Linked DNA regions of Mus musculus: region 1 is linked to region 2. The links are chromatin contacts, called in public HiChIP or PLAC-seq maps. All regions are on one chromosome and are shown on one strand. The core of a region is the stretch at or near the end of the contact, and the rest is flanking DNA. Distances in the headings are between cores, read along the strand shown.

Region 1 (2,768 bases), core at 180-2,679, 170 kb before region 2:
AAGTGCAGGGACCCATGCCAAAGGTCCTGGTATCATTGCCACCCAGACTTCATGTCCATTATGCCCTCTGTAGGTTACAAAGCCCTGAACAGAGCAGCCCTCCACCCTCTAGAACCATTTCCTAGCTTTCAGGATGTAGTCTCTCTCTGCTAGGTACGTCTTGCAGGGAATTTAATTGGATGAGAGCTGGCCACCTGATCAAGAACGAGCCAATCAGATGTTTCCCCTGAGAAGTAAGCTGAAGAAAGCTGTGTACCCACCAAGAATAAGTGGGGAAGTTGGGGGTTGTCCTTTGACTTGAGTTTTAAGAGCTGACTTGCGGAGGAAGTTAATCTTCACAGAAAGAGACGGAAGCCTCAAACAGAGAGGTAAGAGATCGGAAGGGACCACGGACGACATGTAAGACCCTGCATGCAGGGGCCCTTGCGACAACCCAGCTACATTTATTTCTCCCAAGCTCATTGCTCCCTCCTACAACTAAGACACTGCTCCCCCATTCTGCCTAAGGACAGAAACCTTGCTGTTTTAAGCAAAAGGAAATGACAGTTTCACCCATCTCCTCTTGTGCTAATCCAAAAATCTTGATGGATACATGCCGCTGCTTTCATTTTGTAAATAATTAAAAACAAAAACAAATAAAACAAACAAAAATCCCCAAGGTCCAGAAATGTTTATGAAACCTCTTCTGAACTCATACAGCTTTGCTGTTTCAGGCTAAGGTGGAAATGAGATTCCATAATCCCAGACTCATCAACAGCAGTCTGCCCTGCTGTGTCCTCAAAAGCACAACCCGACAGCCAGGCAGAGTTGGCTGGAACAGAATGCCTTTGAGAATAGTGCAATTAAAAAAAAAAATCCCTTCACGTGTGCATCCCTGTCAGCCCTGTTTCCAAAATGTTCTCTCTAGCCCCCACTGCTTAGACCTTAATTCGTCAGCTCAGCTGCAGATGGTGTCATCCACTGGGGTCCTGCTAGTTATTAACTAGCATCAGCATCCTCACTGGGGACGGGCTCCAGCTGATGTCATCCATCCATCCAGTGCTGCTTCCTACCCCCGCCCTCCCCGCCCCACCCCAGGCAGCATCTTCTGCCAGACACCAAAGATGCAGGCTTCTCGTGTGCCTAGATGGAGCCAGAAGGCCTTGGTACTGTATCCCAGGGGAAGGATGCTATAGGGATTTGCCAACAAAGGACTAAATCTACCTGGGAATGGCTCTCTTTCTTGAGCCTGCATCAGGCCCTACTATGCTGAGAACAGCAGTGGTAGCATCCTTGGTGACAGTCACAGAGCAGCCTCACAGTAATTAAAGAGAAGCACTGGGGACAGGTGGCAATGCCTGACTCCGCAGACGAGGCCGTTAGAAGGAGCTTGGCTGTTCCCAAGTATTCTCTCCCTTTCGTCCTGCATTCTCTCTGGGGATCTGGCTCCGGGCCCAGGCAGGGACTGGCAGCCTTGCTATTTTGGGCCCTTCCTGGCCAGCAATTAGTACTGGGATGGCTGAGCCCAGGAAGAGGAAAATCCGGATTTTTATATGAATGTTTCCTTTTTACTGAACTCTGTGTGGAAAAAAGCAAGAATTAATTAGGACTATTCAAACAGGGATGATTTTGTTAAAAGGAAGTAAACAGGGGCCAGCAAGATGGCAGGAAAAGGCACCCGCCTGCCACCAAGTCCGATGACCTGAGTTCACGCCTTAGACCCAGATGGTAGAAGGAGAGAACTGACTCTCACAAGTTGTCCTCTGACCTCTACACATGCTGTGGCATATGTCTGACCACACATGCGCGCACACATGCATACACACAAACACTACTATTTTTTTAAATGGAAGTAAACAGGAATCGCTGTGTGATGTGTATCTTCTGTCTTCCACCAGCCCCTGGTCCTCCTAGAACACCCCCACACCATCCTTACTGATAGCCACATATCAGCCACACACAACGAGAGGCAGCCCCTGAGTGACATGGGGCCATATACTTCAGCTCTGTGAGATCTTAAGCTAGCAGAAATAACAGTGGTAGAAATTACATCCCTCCCTTAAAAATGGGTTGCAGGGATAGACAGGTCTATAACCAGAGAGCTTGTGTCATGTGACTGAGACCCATTGGGTCCACTGCCTCTAAACCATGTGCCCAGATCCACAACACGACAGCTCTCCTTGTTTTGAACACAACCTCAAATGTTTCTGTAGTCATATGGTTGAGTGCGTCTGGACAACTGGCTACTGTCCATAAAGAGCCAGCTTTTTATCCTCCAGCTTTATCCAAAAGGGGTGGAGAGTCGGTGCCAGAACACAGCCTCAGCTGACAGTCTCTATATCTGGCAGGAAGCCTGAGTTAGGACTATCATTCACACTCGCACTTGAAGCGAGGAGGTCAGTCACAATGCAGATGACATACAAGAAGCTTGACAAGGAATGTCAGAGTCATTCTGAACCAAGTGCAGAAAGGCCAGGCAGGGGCCAGAGCGTCCTCCAAGATTCCCCACAGGGCTCTTCCTGTGGAACGCTGCTCTGTCTCTGAGGATCAGACACACTCTTGATACCTCGTGTTTCATTAATTTTCCTGAAGGAAACAAACATGTCTCCCCAAGATAGTGTGGAAACAGAGCAAAGGAGTGATACCTGCAGAGTCCACCGTGGTGAACCCATGGCTTATTGAACTCACTTATAGGAGAACGAGTAAGCCCCAAACCGCAGCAGTGTAGGAGTCTCTCTGGCATGAATAACGACTTCCTCATAGCTGCATGGATGGCATCCCTCCCCGAT
Region 2 (2,789 bases), core at 210-2,709:
AGAAGGCTAACAGAGAATATGTGACAACTGAGAAGATGGAAATTAAAGCCAAATTCAGGCCTGAGGGGAAAGAGTTAAATCAACACATTCATGTTTGCTATTACCTCTGTAACAGCCTGAAGGGGATGGTGAGTGGGCGGGCTCCTTGGAGTGGCTTTCTTGTGGTCTTTAATATTCTACTGTGAGTCACAAAGACAGGATGCCAAGGCAAATGGGTCTGAACATTATATCTATATGTCTACATATCTATATACCTATATACCTATATATCTATATATCCATATCCATCTCTATATCTATATCTCAATATAAAAGAATCAACCCATATAAAGGAAGAGAAAATAAAAATACAGGGGGAAAGATGGCCAATTCTTCCTGAGGGTTATATGTCATTGGCAGGACTGCAGTTGGGGAAGTGTCTGTCTGTCTGTCAGTAGTTATGCTCCAGGAGTCCTAAGATGATCCTCTCTCCCTCTCTGCCTTTCTCTGTCTCTACTCCTTCAACTCCCCTCCCCACACCCTAAATAAACTCTACTCCATACTATATCTGTCAGAAGGCTCAGGGGGAAGGGATGCCTTAGCATGGGCCCTCAGAGGTCTGTCCAAGAGTCTAAGGTGACTCTAAGTCACACCTCAGGGGGCCTGCATGTCTGAAAAAAAAAAGGTATCAGGAATAAGATGGAGAGAGGCGTATCAGAACGCTCTCACCAGTACATGGCAGGAAAGCCAGCCTCAGACCCAAGCCCCTAGCTTCCTGCATATACTCCTGACACTCAGTCCATGATGGCCAGCTCTGACAGGGCTTTCCCCAAGTCTAGGGGCAGCAAGGTCAGTTGGTGGGTGGAAGGACTTGGCTTTCAACCTGAGGCTAATCCCACACCCCATCATCCTGAAGGGAGAGGCCTTGGCACTGTCCTGGCAGACAAAGGTTTAAGGCAAATCTATTCCAGAGCCACTTAGCAATTTCCAAAATAGTAGCAAGATGTTTCCATAAAACCAAACTGGCTGCCAGGGAAGAAAGGCACAGACTACATTGTGGAACTTGTTCCCTTAATTAGGACCAGATCCCGCTGGCTGGGGTTTGTTTCCAGAAGTAGACATCCCAGCAAACCAGAAACAGCTTGACGTGCTGCGGAGTCCCTAATGCTTCTACGATCTGAATTCCTAATTGGGTTTAAAAAAAAAAAAAAAAAAAAAGAAAAGAAAAGAGAAAAAGCAAGCAGGAATTTTCATGCTGGTTTTGATTCGGGATTCAAAACAGAACCGACAATGCAAATTCCTGCATTGCTCTGTGTGTAAACCAGTTCACAGTCCTTAAGACCCCTTCAGCGGCTGCGGTTGCCTGCGCGTAGAAAGCAAAAGCAGACCGCAGCATGAATTCTTAGCTCGGTATCCCAAAGAGGCTTTTCTTATTCTGAGATGTGAGAACTGCCCTGTGTTCTCGCCAAGATGCTTTTAAACATTCTAATCTATTTGCTTTGTCAAAGGGGAGCCTGGGCTAGGAGATGTTGGAACAGCACCTGCTCCTTCCCCTGGGGATGCTGGGTGTTTTCCTGCTTTCTTTGTTAATGTATTATAAAGATTGACTGGCTCCTTCCCTTGCCTTCACTGAATTCTAATAAAGCAAGCAGATATACCCAGAGTCTATAGGGCAGGAACTCCCCCCCCACACACACACACAACTTACCTGCTCAGCTGACCTTCCAACACTTCCATGCACTTCACAGTGTTTGCCTTCATGCGTGTTTCTGCAAGAAAAACCCAACGTGAGCACAGCTGTAGCCCAAACTGAGAGACAACCACAAATGCTCATTTAAAAGCTGAAAACAAAGGATCGTTGGTCAAGGGTCTAATAATAACAGCATGTTGTGTTTGGAAGACCCGAAAACCCATCCAAGTGGCTGCCTAGAGCCCTGTGCTAGAAAGATGCAGAGGCTCCAATTGTCTCTGCAGCTGGAAGCAGGCACAGGTAATGACATTGGGCCACCCTGGCTTGATACTGTCATGACAACACCTCTCTTCCAAAACAGATAGCCTCTGTTAATGAAAACTGGTATGTACTCACATTTATAAACAATCTGGGCTTTCAAACTAATACTTTGTTAAACAAATTAGATACTAAACGCTAGACTCGATGTTAAGCTTTAAATATGAAATGTCCTCCAGAGGGACACTGTCTGAATGCTTAGTCTCCAGCTATCAGAAGTGGGTCCCTGGGGCCAACTCTGCCGGTGGTATCTGCTTCTGGCTCCACCCCATGCTGTCTTCTTCCTGTTCCACCAAGATGTGAGGATCTGACCCCTAGCTCACACTGCTACAGAGTGCCCTCAAAGGGAAGTATGTTGCTACAGCGTGGTGTTCACAAAGGCAAGTATGTTGCCAAGGATGCACCTTGAAGTTACTATCTGCTTTTGCTTCAGCCAGACCAAGATGATTATGGACACAGCCATACCCCTGCAGTACCCACCTCCCCCCCCCACACACACACTGTCTCACCCCCATCCCTGCCCCATGAGGATCAGGATGACTGTAGACACAGCCACCTCTGTGTCTACAATAGCCATGCCTGGCCCATCATGATGGAATTTTCTCTCTGAAACCATGAGTCAAAATAAAATTGTCTGGGAGGTGGCTCTGGGCAAAACAAGAATGGATATGATCAAAATACACTGTAAGAAATTTTCAAAAGGATTAATGAAGCTATTATATAAAAACATGAAAAAACCTCCTTTCCCTGATACCTAGCTTCTGTGGCCTCATAGCCTGATGACTTTCCCTGGGATGGTCAA

The links. HiChIP or PLAC-seq counts read pairs in DNA pulled down with a chosen protein or histone mark.
Region 1: a contact with region 2 is called in an H3K27ac HiChIP or PLAC-seq map of neural progenitor cells, with 3 times the contacts expected there. The contact joins two enhancer-like sites. A contact is called at or near these places in 4 of 484 Hi-C or Micro-C datasets (bone marrow-derived macrophages, cerebral cortex, embryonic fibroblasts and 1 more) and 7 of 115 datasets of contacts at active chromatin or transcription factors (SST interneurons, astrocytes, embryonic basal ganglia and 4 more).

Annotation. Positions count from the first base shown.
Region 1 is chr8:125,388,947-125,391,714 of GRCm38.p6, reverse strand. No RefSeq gene overlaps it. Among named protein-coding and RNA genes, the nearest start is that of Gm30713, 4.4 kb to the right of the region's middle. Within about 2 kb of position 1,429, at least 126 of the 459 cell types and tissues checked have an H3K27ac peak or open chromatin away from gene starts, as enhancers often do. A contact at or near this core is called in SST interneurons, astrocytes, embryonic forebrain and 2 more, where this site is marked.
Region 2 is chr8:125,217,056-125,219,844 of GRCm38.p6, reverse strand. It overlaps Disc1 (disrupted in schizophrenia 1), which reads right to left. Exons shown (of 13, transcript NM_174854.2): 10 at 1,688-1,748. Among named protein-coding and RNA genes, the nearest start is that of Disc1, 160 kb to the right of the region's middle. RefSeq lists an enhancer at 1-2,789. Within about 2 kb of position 1,459, at least 68 of the 459 cell types and tissues checked have an H3K27ac peak or open chromatin away from gene starts, as enhancers often do. A contact at or near this core is called in SST interneurons, astrocytes, embryonic forebrain and 2 more, where this site is marked.